Linked DNA regions of Mus musculus: all the other regions are linked to region 2. A link is a contact called in public promoter capture Hi-C data. All regions are on one chromosome and are shown on one strand. The core of a region is the stretch at or near the end of the contact, and the rest is flanking DNA. Distances in the headings are between cores, read along the strand shown.

Region 1 (2,779 bases), core at 272-2,771, 1.5 Mb after region 2:
GATGAATCTGTGTGAGATCTGCAGTGATGCCAGATAGTGTGGGCTTGGACATGCGATCGAAGTCTAGGCCTTTGACAATGGTGACAGAATGGGCTGGTGAAGATGTAGTCAGCTGAGTGTGGTGGCCCTCAAGAGGCAGGGAGATCAAAAGTTCAAGGTCAGCCTTCAATAGTGGTTACACAATGTCAAAAACAACAAAGGACGTGGTCATCTCTGGAGGCTCCCAAGTTTAGAAGGCCTATGACTGTGCCTGAGCCTTTCATCTTGGGGACAGTCTGCACTCACGGAACAGGGGCCAGAGATGTGGTTCCTGCAGTTGATGAGGCAGCCTCCGCTCTGCACCCTCATCTTGGAGAATCGTGCCTCTATGGTGTTTTTATTAGCATATATTAATTATACATAATAATGGGGTTTCGTCACGACATCTTCAAATGTGTATAAAGTGTATTTTTGGTCATATTCTCTCCTGTCTGTCCCACTGACCTCTATCATTTTCCCAGTCAGTCAGTCAGTCAGTCTCCGGCTCCTTTCTCCATCTCTCTCTCTCCTCCCTCCACTCCTATTCAGTCCAGTCTACCCTCAAACTTGCTACGTTGCTAAAGATCGCCGTTAACTCCTGATCCTCCTACACCTACTTCCCAAGTGCCAGTCTGCAAGTGTGTGCCCATGCCAGGGATTACACAGCTCTGGGGATGGATGCAGGTCTTCTTGCATGCGAGGTACACAGTCCATTAACTGTATCACACCCAGCCCAGTAATGTTTAAATGCTTAAAAGGCAGCAAGATGAATAATGGTTCTTCTCCATAGAGGCTTTTCCTATCTTTTCTTTCTTCCTCTTTTAAATCAAAACTTCCTAACAGAGTTTAAGGGACACCAGCTTACTGGTCTTACACTGAAGCAAAATTCAAAGGCTCCAGACAAAGTGCTAAGGTTTATGACAGCTTCGTTTGTTTTGTTTTTGTTTTCCTCCAAATTTCCACTTCATACCTGGACCTGGCTGGTGCCCAGGCAACAAGCGCTGAGTAAATGAATCAGGAAAAGTCTTTTGAGGGGTGAGTGCACACAGGAGGGAGGCTCCAGAGAGCAAACACAAAGTTGTTTGAGCGAAGAGAGTGGCTGGCCCTCGCGAGTGTGATTGGACAGGCGAGGGGGAGCCGAGGACAGACGAAGGGACAGAACCTAGGGGCTGCACTTACCCCAGGAAGGTGAGGAAGCGCGGGTCGGTGGCCAGGCTGGCGTCGATGGTGATGGACAGGAACGAGGGACTCACGCTTCGGAGCGGCCGCTTGGTGTAAAACTCCAAGTCTACCACGTCGTCGGTCGGCGCGGTCCCCGCGGGGGCGCCCTGGGCCAGGGCACCGAGCGGCCCCCAGAGCCACAGCAGCAGCAGCCTCAGCATCCCACCTGGCTGGACCGCCCGCTGCCGGGAGAGCTGGGGCAGCCGGCGCGCTGGCTCAAGCCCCCTGCAACCGGTCCTGCTTCGCCTCTGGCGCCAGGACTCAGTACCCTCCCACAGCGCTCCATCCCTCCCACCCCTCCCGGGAGTCCCTCCCTAGCGCCCTCCCCTCCCCGCCCTCCCCTCCTCGCTCTCTTTCATTTCCGTGCTGGCTTTCCCCTCCGCCGCGGTCACGTCCACTTTTGAAATCATCCACACCCATCCAAAGGGTGCGGAGGTGGCCAGAATCCAAGATCCTCGGAGGCCTGGGGAGGGAGCGCCCGGGAGCCGCGCAGGGGTGGGACCAGCTTCCTGGTGTCCTGCGCACTCTGTCACCTTTTCTAGGTCCCATCCATTTGGCGCCAGGACTAGACCCTGAGTTAAAAGCCCCGGTTGAGGGTTCAGCCAGACCCTACCCCGACTCCCTTCTGCCTTAAGACACTGGTCACTTGAGCCTGCCCAAATCTGACCGAGCTAGGATGTCCTCTGCCCAGGATCTCAGGTATCTCTTTGTCGCTTGAAAAACCTGATCCGAGCATTGGCTAAAATGCAACTAGAAATCGGTCCTTGCACGGGGGTGGTGGTGATGGTGGTGGGGACCCTGTTTTTAAAGCAGTATTATGAAAACAGTATTTGGGAGAGCCTGCCTAAGAGTTGCTCTGAGGCTTGGCCAACCGCTAAAACCCAGCAAGAAGCCCCCAAGCAACTACCCTTGGAATCCTGAGCAACCCCTCCCCCAAACCCATCTTTTGCGGTTGCTGCAACTTTTGTTTTCCCTTGACATTTTACACTGGTATATAATGATAGCAAACAAGTGCTGAAGCTTGTGTGTGTGTGTGTGTGTGTGTGTGTGTGTGTGTTACCATGAAAGAAGCTTGAACCATGCTACACACACACACACACACACACACACACACACTCACACACACCAATCTGCCCAAGCATCAGCGCTAGCTGAACTCAGGTGTACAAGGCCAAGCAGATGGCAGCCTGTCTCTGCTGCTTTGCAGTCCCCTTGAGGAAGCTTTCCTGAGCTTCCAGGCAGCTGAGGCTCCCCAGTGTGAGGTCTCACCACACATTTCACATAGCACACACAGCAAGCATCCTCCCAGTATCCTCCATGTTAGAACTGTCTACACTTGTGATGTTGCTCATTGCTTGCTCACCTTATCTCTGGGCTTAAAAAGTCCTCCGAAGCAGAGATGGGGCCTGTGGGATACCCATGGCAGAGATGGGGCCTGTGGGATACCCATGGCATGCTCATACGTGGTACTGTGCTTGGTCTTTAGTAGGTAATCCATTCATATTTACTGAGTAAGCCAATGACACTTACATTTTTCCGT
Region 2 (2,969 bases), core at 419-2,918:
TCCCTTTAAGAAATCAATTCTTCGTGCACTTTGAACCTCACATGACCGGTTCTCTCCTCCTAAATCTTCAAATCAGCTACACACTATCTTCTCTTTTTAAATCTCCTTGTTTAATCCTCTTCGCATTGGCTGACCACCCTGGTCACAACTATGTCCAATTAAAGCAGTCATCACATGCCACGCTCCAGCTACTGCACTCATGAGGAGTCATTATTCACCATCTGAGTCTGACTGCGCCAGACATCAGTCAAGAGCTCGATAACCTTATTCCTGGATTCTTCCCCGCTTTATCCTCCCAGCTCAAGACCCGTCCTCCCAGTGAGACACTGTCAGGGCTAAATATAGCTCTACGCACACCAGCAGTTCCAGGCCATTGTCACATGGCGCTGCTGACGAAGGACTCCTTGGAGACGCGTTCACCCAAACATACATACACAAGTATGCGTGCATATTTATCCATATACACCATACGCCCCGAATCCATCTGCAAACGGGCACATTTACATTCACAAGAGAAAACTGCAGCCCAGATGCTCTCCTAGCGCCCTTTACCACGCTGTGCGAGAGAACACCTCGCCGCACTGTCAGTGCCTTAGCCACAGTGCTTCGCCTGAACTGAACCAATTTGGATGGGGTAAGGTGGCAAGGAATAGTCAAATCACACGCACACTCAGAGAGAGAGACAGAGAGACAGAGACAGAGCGATAGAGCGAGAGAGCGAGAGAGAACACCTCCGTTTCCGCGTTTGCCCTTTTCTCTAGTACAGTGCTGCTGAAGTTATTCCCGGGGCTCTCCAATAAAGAGGAGCCTCCCTCACGCACTCAGCCCACGAGGCTACCAGGTACCCCGGGCCACGTTATTATCACCCAGGCTAGTGTCCGAAGGCAACTCACCTGGGTCACAAAGCAAAACAAAAAACAGGCTACTTGTTCAAGTTTGCATACGAGCCTGGGGAACACACAAGTCCTGTTTCCCTGACTGTTCCTGGGAGTCAGACCTTAAATTATAAGGAAACTGCAGCAAAAAATAAACAACAGCCTGAACACTCTCAAGCACCCTAGGAAACTAGCCAAAAAGTACATGGAAACAACCCTAGGTATGCACAAGAAGCTGAGAGGGAAAGCAAAAAGGATGAACGAGACTCCAACTCAGACAAACCCTCAATATCTAAGATCTCCAAACAGAAGGCCTGGCCGGGGCGAGGCGCAGCACAGCGTCCCCAGATCCCCGGGTCCCCGGGTCGTCAGTGCTCAGCCCCGCACCTGTTGGGAGCGCGGCAGCCCGGGGCACGGAAGCAGCAGGCGCGAGAACTCCTAGTTCTGTGGCTCTGCCAATGCTCGCCAGCCGAGGATCTCCCGCCACGCCGGGGCGCACTGGACAGCCGGCGCCGTTCCGGAGCAGCGCCGGCGCAGCCCGCTCCCGCCATCCCGCCGCGGGGTCCCCTGGAGCACCTACCCGCACACAGCTCGGAGCCTCTGCCTCCTGGCTGCCGTACCGAGGCGCCCCAAAAGGCGAGCTCAGGACCGGGAAGGGTCGAACGCCAGAAGAAAGGGAAAACCCGCCGATCCAGTCGGGGTCCTTGTTTATACTGAAACTCCAGCCCGAGCCGCGCACACCCCCTTGCTGGGGAAATGCCCGCCTCCTGCCGCAGGCCACGCCCCCGCCCGCCGCAGGCCACGCCCATCCTGCGCTGGCCAATCGTGGCGCAGCTCTCCGCCCACGCCGCCCTGCAGCGGGCGCTCGGGGACTTGCCAGGGTTCCGCGGGTAGGGACTCCCGTGACGCTGCGGCCGTACCCACCCACGCTGCAGAGGCTGGCTTGCTGGCGCAGCGGGTCTCCGCAGCCTGGGCAGGGCCCACTCCGGCGCGCGTTTCCTCCTTCGTGTCGCTGCCCGCGGCTGTTTGTGCACTCATGTGTCGCCGAGTGTGTATTCATTTGCCTTGTGTGCTCTACCTGTAAATACCGGCTCGACTCGTTGTACAGTATCTATTATCATAATTATGAGCTGAAGGTTACTGTCCGTGTAACTTTCGGAGGAGATCTGAGAGGAACCACGAAGCACTTGCTGAGTGTTGGGTATTGTAATAAACGCTGGGGGCACACTGGTGGCCGCAACCGGCTGGTCCCAGAAGCTTACTGGCTCCTGGAGGGCAAACGCTAAATAAACTGCTATTCAATCCACATGTAAAATTACAGGTGTTAGAACTTTCGCAAAGGAAAGGAAGATACTCTAGTGTGTAAGGCTGGTCCTCGGTGAAGGTTGTTTTTATCATTGTAGACAGCTACTTAATTGAATCAGCCATTGAATACCTGATAACTATTTTAGAAAAGAAAAAAATAAATATAGAGGTAAGAACTCAATACTCTCCTACGCGTGATAGAAAGGTAAGGGAAGAAGTTGAAATAAAGATACCTTACCCATGGGGGGAAATGCACAAGATTTGGAGACTTTGCAGCTGTGACCCTGAGTATGAAAAGCAGGCTTTGTAAGCTTCCGTTCATACATAAACACTGTAGGACCATCCCATAGACTGTAATTGGCCTTATTAACATGGAGCAACACGGTTCCTCCTCTAAGGTCCCTGCATCTTCTCTCTGGGATGGAAAGAGCCTCTTTTAACCTAACGTTCATGTTCCTTGGCTGGTCTTGGCTGGTCCCTGTCTCTCTCATACTTCCTGCTTCACTATCCTACGCATATTCTACAGATGCTTCTCCTTAAGCCCCGCAGTTTATTCTAAAAACCCTGAGCCTTTTGTTTATCTCTGGTGTCTGTTCTGTGAAGGAGAATGGGTCCACACAAGGAGCCGACTTCCATCCTGAGTCAATTAACAAGTAGACCATATGACACTGGGCAAAGCACACTCTTCCTGCTCACATAGCAAGAAACTAAAAGGGCTGAACTAAACCAGTATTTCTTAGTAGTGCCACCAGAAAAGCCCTTTGTAACATCTGTGAGCTCTCAAGACTG
Region 3 (2,700 bases), core at 83-2,582, 1.2 Mb after region 2:
TTAACTGGGCTTGGCAGGAACACACACCACTGGGGAGGTGGAGGCAAGATGATCAATAGAACAGTCATGCCAAGCTACACAGCAAGTCTAATCTAGCCCGGGTTACATGAGACCTGTCTAAAAAAACAAAATGAATGTTTTTACAGGGTGGGGTTAGACCTCTACTCTAAAACTGGCCTGAACCTTTACTCCCAGCTTCATGGGAGACCCATTCAGAAAGATCACCCCCAGGTTGAAAACGGACTCTAGGAGACAAGCCCAGCTCAGTAAGATAAAATTGTATCTGTTCTAAAGGCAAGCGTAGGTTGGTGATGCAGTGACTGAAATCATGCACAAATCCTGGGCTTGAGTCCCAGCACTGCAAGATAAAAACCCCGATGTGCTGAGAGCTGATTACATGAGACCAGACTGAACTTCACTTAACTCACTGCCAATTGTGAAAAACCTCACCTAAGGATAAACACACAGCCTTGTATTCTTGACAGTCAAGCAAACACTTGTACCATAGCACCCGATTCCCCAGAAGTTCATGGGCTGCGTTTTATTTAAAAAAATAAAAATAAAAGGAAAAACCCAGCAAAATGTTGATTTCATCCAAATAAGATAAAAGCATATATAATGGAAAAACATGAATAAATTAATTCCTTGATGACTTCAATTCTCAGTAAAATAGGAGGTAAAAAAAACTTGTTGGAATTGAATTTTGTATCATTTGAAGGATACAAAGAAGTCAAAGGTTTTAATCACTGGGCTCCAATAAAATCGCCTAGTCCTGAAAGCTATCCACCCTCGATGCCCTATTCCCAAACTCAAACAAAGTTCTGTGGGCCCTAAGTTTCCGTACCCGTGCAGTTCCCATCGCACTGGAGACAGCAAGGGCCCGAGAGACCTCACCTTCTTTCATTAGCCACCTCCCATCTTCAGAAAAAGCGTTCTCTCATGAGGACAGCGGAGCAGTCCCACTCAAGCTGCTGTGCATCACATCCACAGCGCCAGGTCACATCGAGAGCTCCTGTGCCCCCTCGCCATCCGTGACCTACAAAAGAGACGAGATGAGGCCTGAGATCGCTCTTTTGTCCCGCCTGCTACACAACATTCGGCGGACATCACGACCTGTTCCTACCCATTTGGCGCCATTCTCCAATCAGTCCTTCCCGGCGCGCGCCACCATCGCCAGGGTCAGGCAGGCGTCAGCTCGGTTTCCACCTCTCTACTCCCCATGGCCATGCTCGCCCAAAGCGCGATGGCGCCGGATTGCGCGGGAGCTGGCGTAGACATGATGCCAGAGCGTTAACAAAAGGAGGACCGAATGGAAGCGAGAACGTGCCCACGGAGGCCCTTAAAGGCGCCAGGCCTCTCCGATTGGCTGCTTCGACATAGCATGGTATGTGATTGGCTACATGTCCAAAGCCCGCCCTTCCGGTCAAGCCGCCCAGTCCTCATGCGGAACAGAGTTTACCGCGACTCGAGCTCTCGCGGGAGCCCAGAAAAGGGACTTCGACAGAGTAGGATAGCCGGAAGTTGCTGTCCAGGGGACCGCAGCCTTGGGGACTGCTAGTGGAGTGTCTCGACCTGTCCTCCGGCTGTGTGGGCGATCGCAGCCGCCGAGCCCAGGCACTGCTATGGGACTGCAAAGGTGGGGCGGCGGCACATCGGCTAGCGTCGCCAGACATGTGCAACCGGACCTGGCTGGTGCTCCGCATTTGCCTTCCGGCTTGAGGGACGTTACTCAGAATGCTTTCTTTTTGCCGTTTATTGGGCGTCTGACTTGGTGAGCACCAGTCATCTCAGCCTTTCTGAGGTGTTGGTGAGAGTCAGTCATACCATGCTGAAGGCATACTGAGGAGAAAAGTAGGCGAAATCAATCCCTACTTAAACACTAGCTCCCAAGGAGAACCTTTTTGGTTGGTTTGTGGGGTGCTCTCTTCCTTTTATATCAGCCTGACCCGAGAAAACACGTGTAGTTCAAGCTGGCCTCACACTTGGGATCTTGGTGCATCAGCCTTCGCAGACCCAGCCCTGCACTACGCGTGAGACGTGGTCGCATTTTCTTACAATGTCAAGGGTTTGTTGAATAACAATAAATTCACACGTGATTCGAGTACCATCCTAAGTGCCAAACGTTAGCTTTTCCTTCTTGAATCAGTTTTCATTCGCCACCCCCAACCCCCTGAAAATCCCAAGCTTCTCCGTACTAGTCGGGAGATGTGTGTTAGACCAGAGCTGTGTGCTGCTTTGGATGAATATCGTTCTTGGCTCTTCCTAAAGATAGCACAAGATAATTTGGCTCTGGACCTGCAACTTCTAGACCTTTGTTTGGCTCTCCATCTGAACTCACCTGAGCTCTTCATTTCTTGTGATTGTCAATGAAATAATTCAGATGAGGCACACAAGAGAGCACTGTTGAAGATAAATGGGCTTTAGTACTGGAAAGTGAAGGAACCCAAAGGAGAGAGAAACAATGGCCAAAAAGACTGTTGGCATAAAAGCCTGCTCACAAGGAGCAAGAATGGGGCTGGAGAGATGGCTCAGCGGTTAAGAGCACCAACTGTTCTTCCAGAGCTCCTGAGTTTAATTCCCAGCAACCACATGGTGGCTCACAACCATCTATAATGGGATCTGATGTCCTCTTGTGTGTATGAAGAGAGCAGTGGTGTACTCATACACATAAATTAAAAACAAGGGGCAAAAATAGACACA

Evidence for each region. Promoter capture Hi-C pulls out the DNA fragments that hold promoters and counts their contacts.
Region 1: a promoter capture Hi-C map of pre-B cells shows a contact between it and region 2, with 2.5 times the contacts expected there. The contact joins the promoter of Hpse here to the promoter of Rasgef1b in region 2.
Region 3: a contact with region 2 is called in a promoter capture Hi-C map of pre-B cells, with 4 times the contacts expected there. The contact joins the promoter of 5430416N02Rik here to the promoter of Rasgef1b in region 2. A contact is called at or near these places in 3 of 39 promoter capture datasets (hematopoietic stem and progenitor cells, hippocampal neurons and pre-B cells), 4 of 484 Hi-C or Micro-C datasets (CD4 T cells, CD8 T cells and regulatory T cells), 3 of 115 datasets of contacts at active chromatin or transcription factors (embryonic forebrain, large pre-B cells and pancreatic cancer cells) and 1 of 9 other capture datasets (adipose tissue).

Annotation. Positions count from the first base shown.
Region 1 is chr5:100,718,195-100,720,973 of GRCm38.p6, forward strand. It overlaps Hpse (heparanase), which reads right to left and starts at 1,522. Exons shown (of 12, transcript NM_152803.5): 1 at 1,198-1,522. The coding sequence starts at 1,400.
Region 2 is chr5:99,251,259-99,254,227 of GRCm38.p6, forward strand. Rasgef1b (RasGEF domain family, member 1B) reads right to left here and starts at 1,669. Exons shown (of 14, transcript NM_181318.4): 1 at 1,456-1,669.
Region 3 is chr5:100,428,203-100,430,902 of GRCm38.p6, forward strand. 5430416N02Rik (RIKEN cDNA 5430416N02 gene) reads right to left here and starts at 1,333. Exons shown (of 5, transcript NR_034038.1): 1 at 1,124-1,333; 2 at 895-1,036.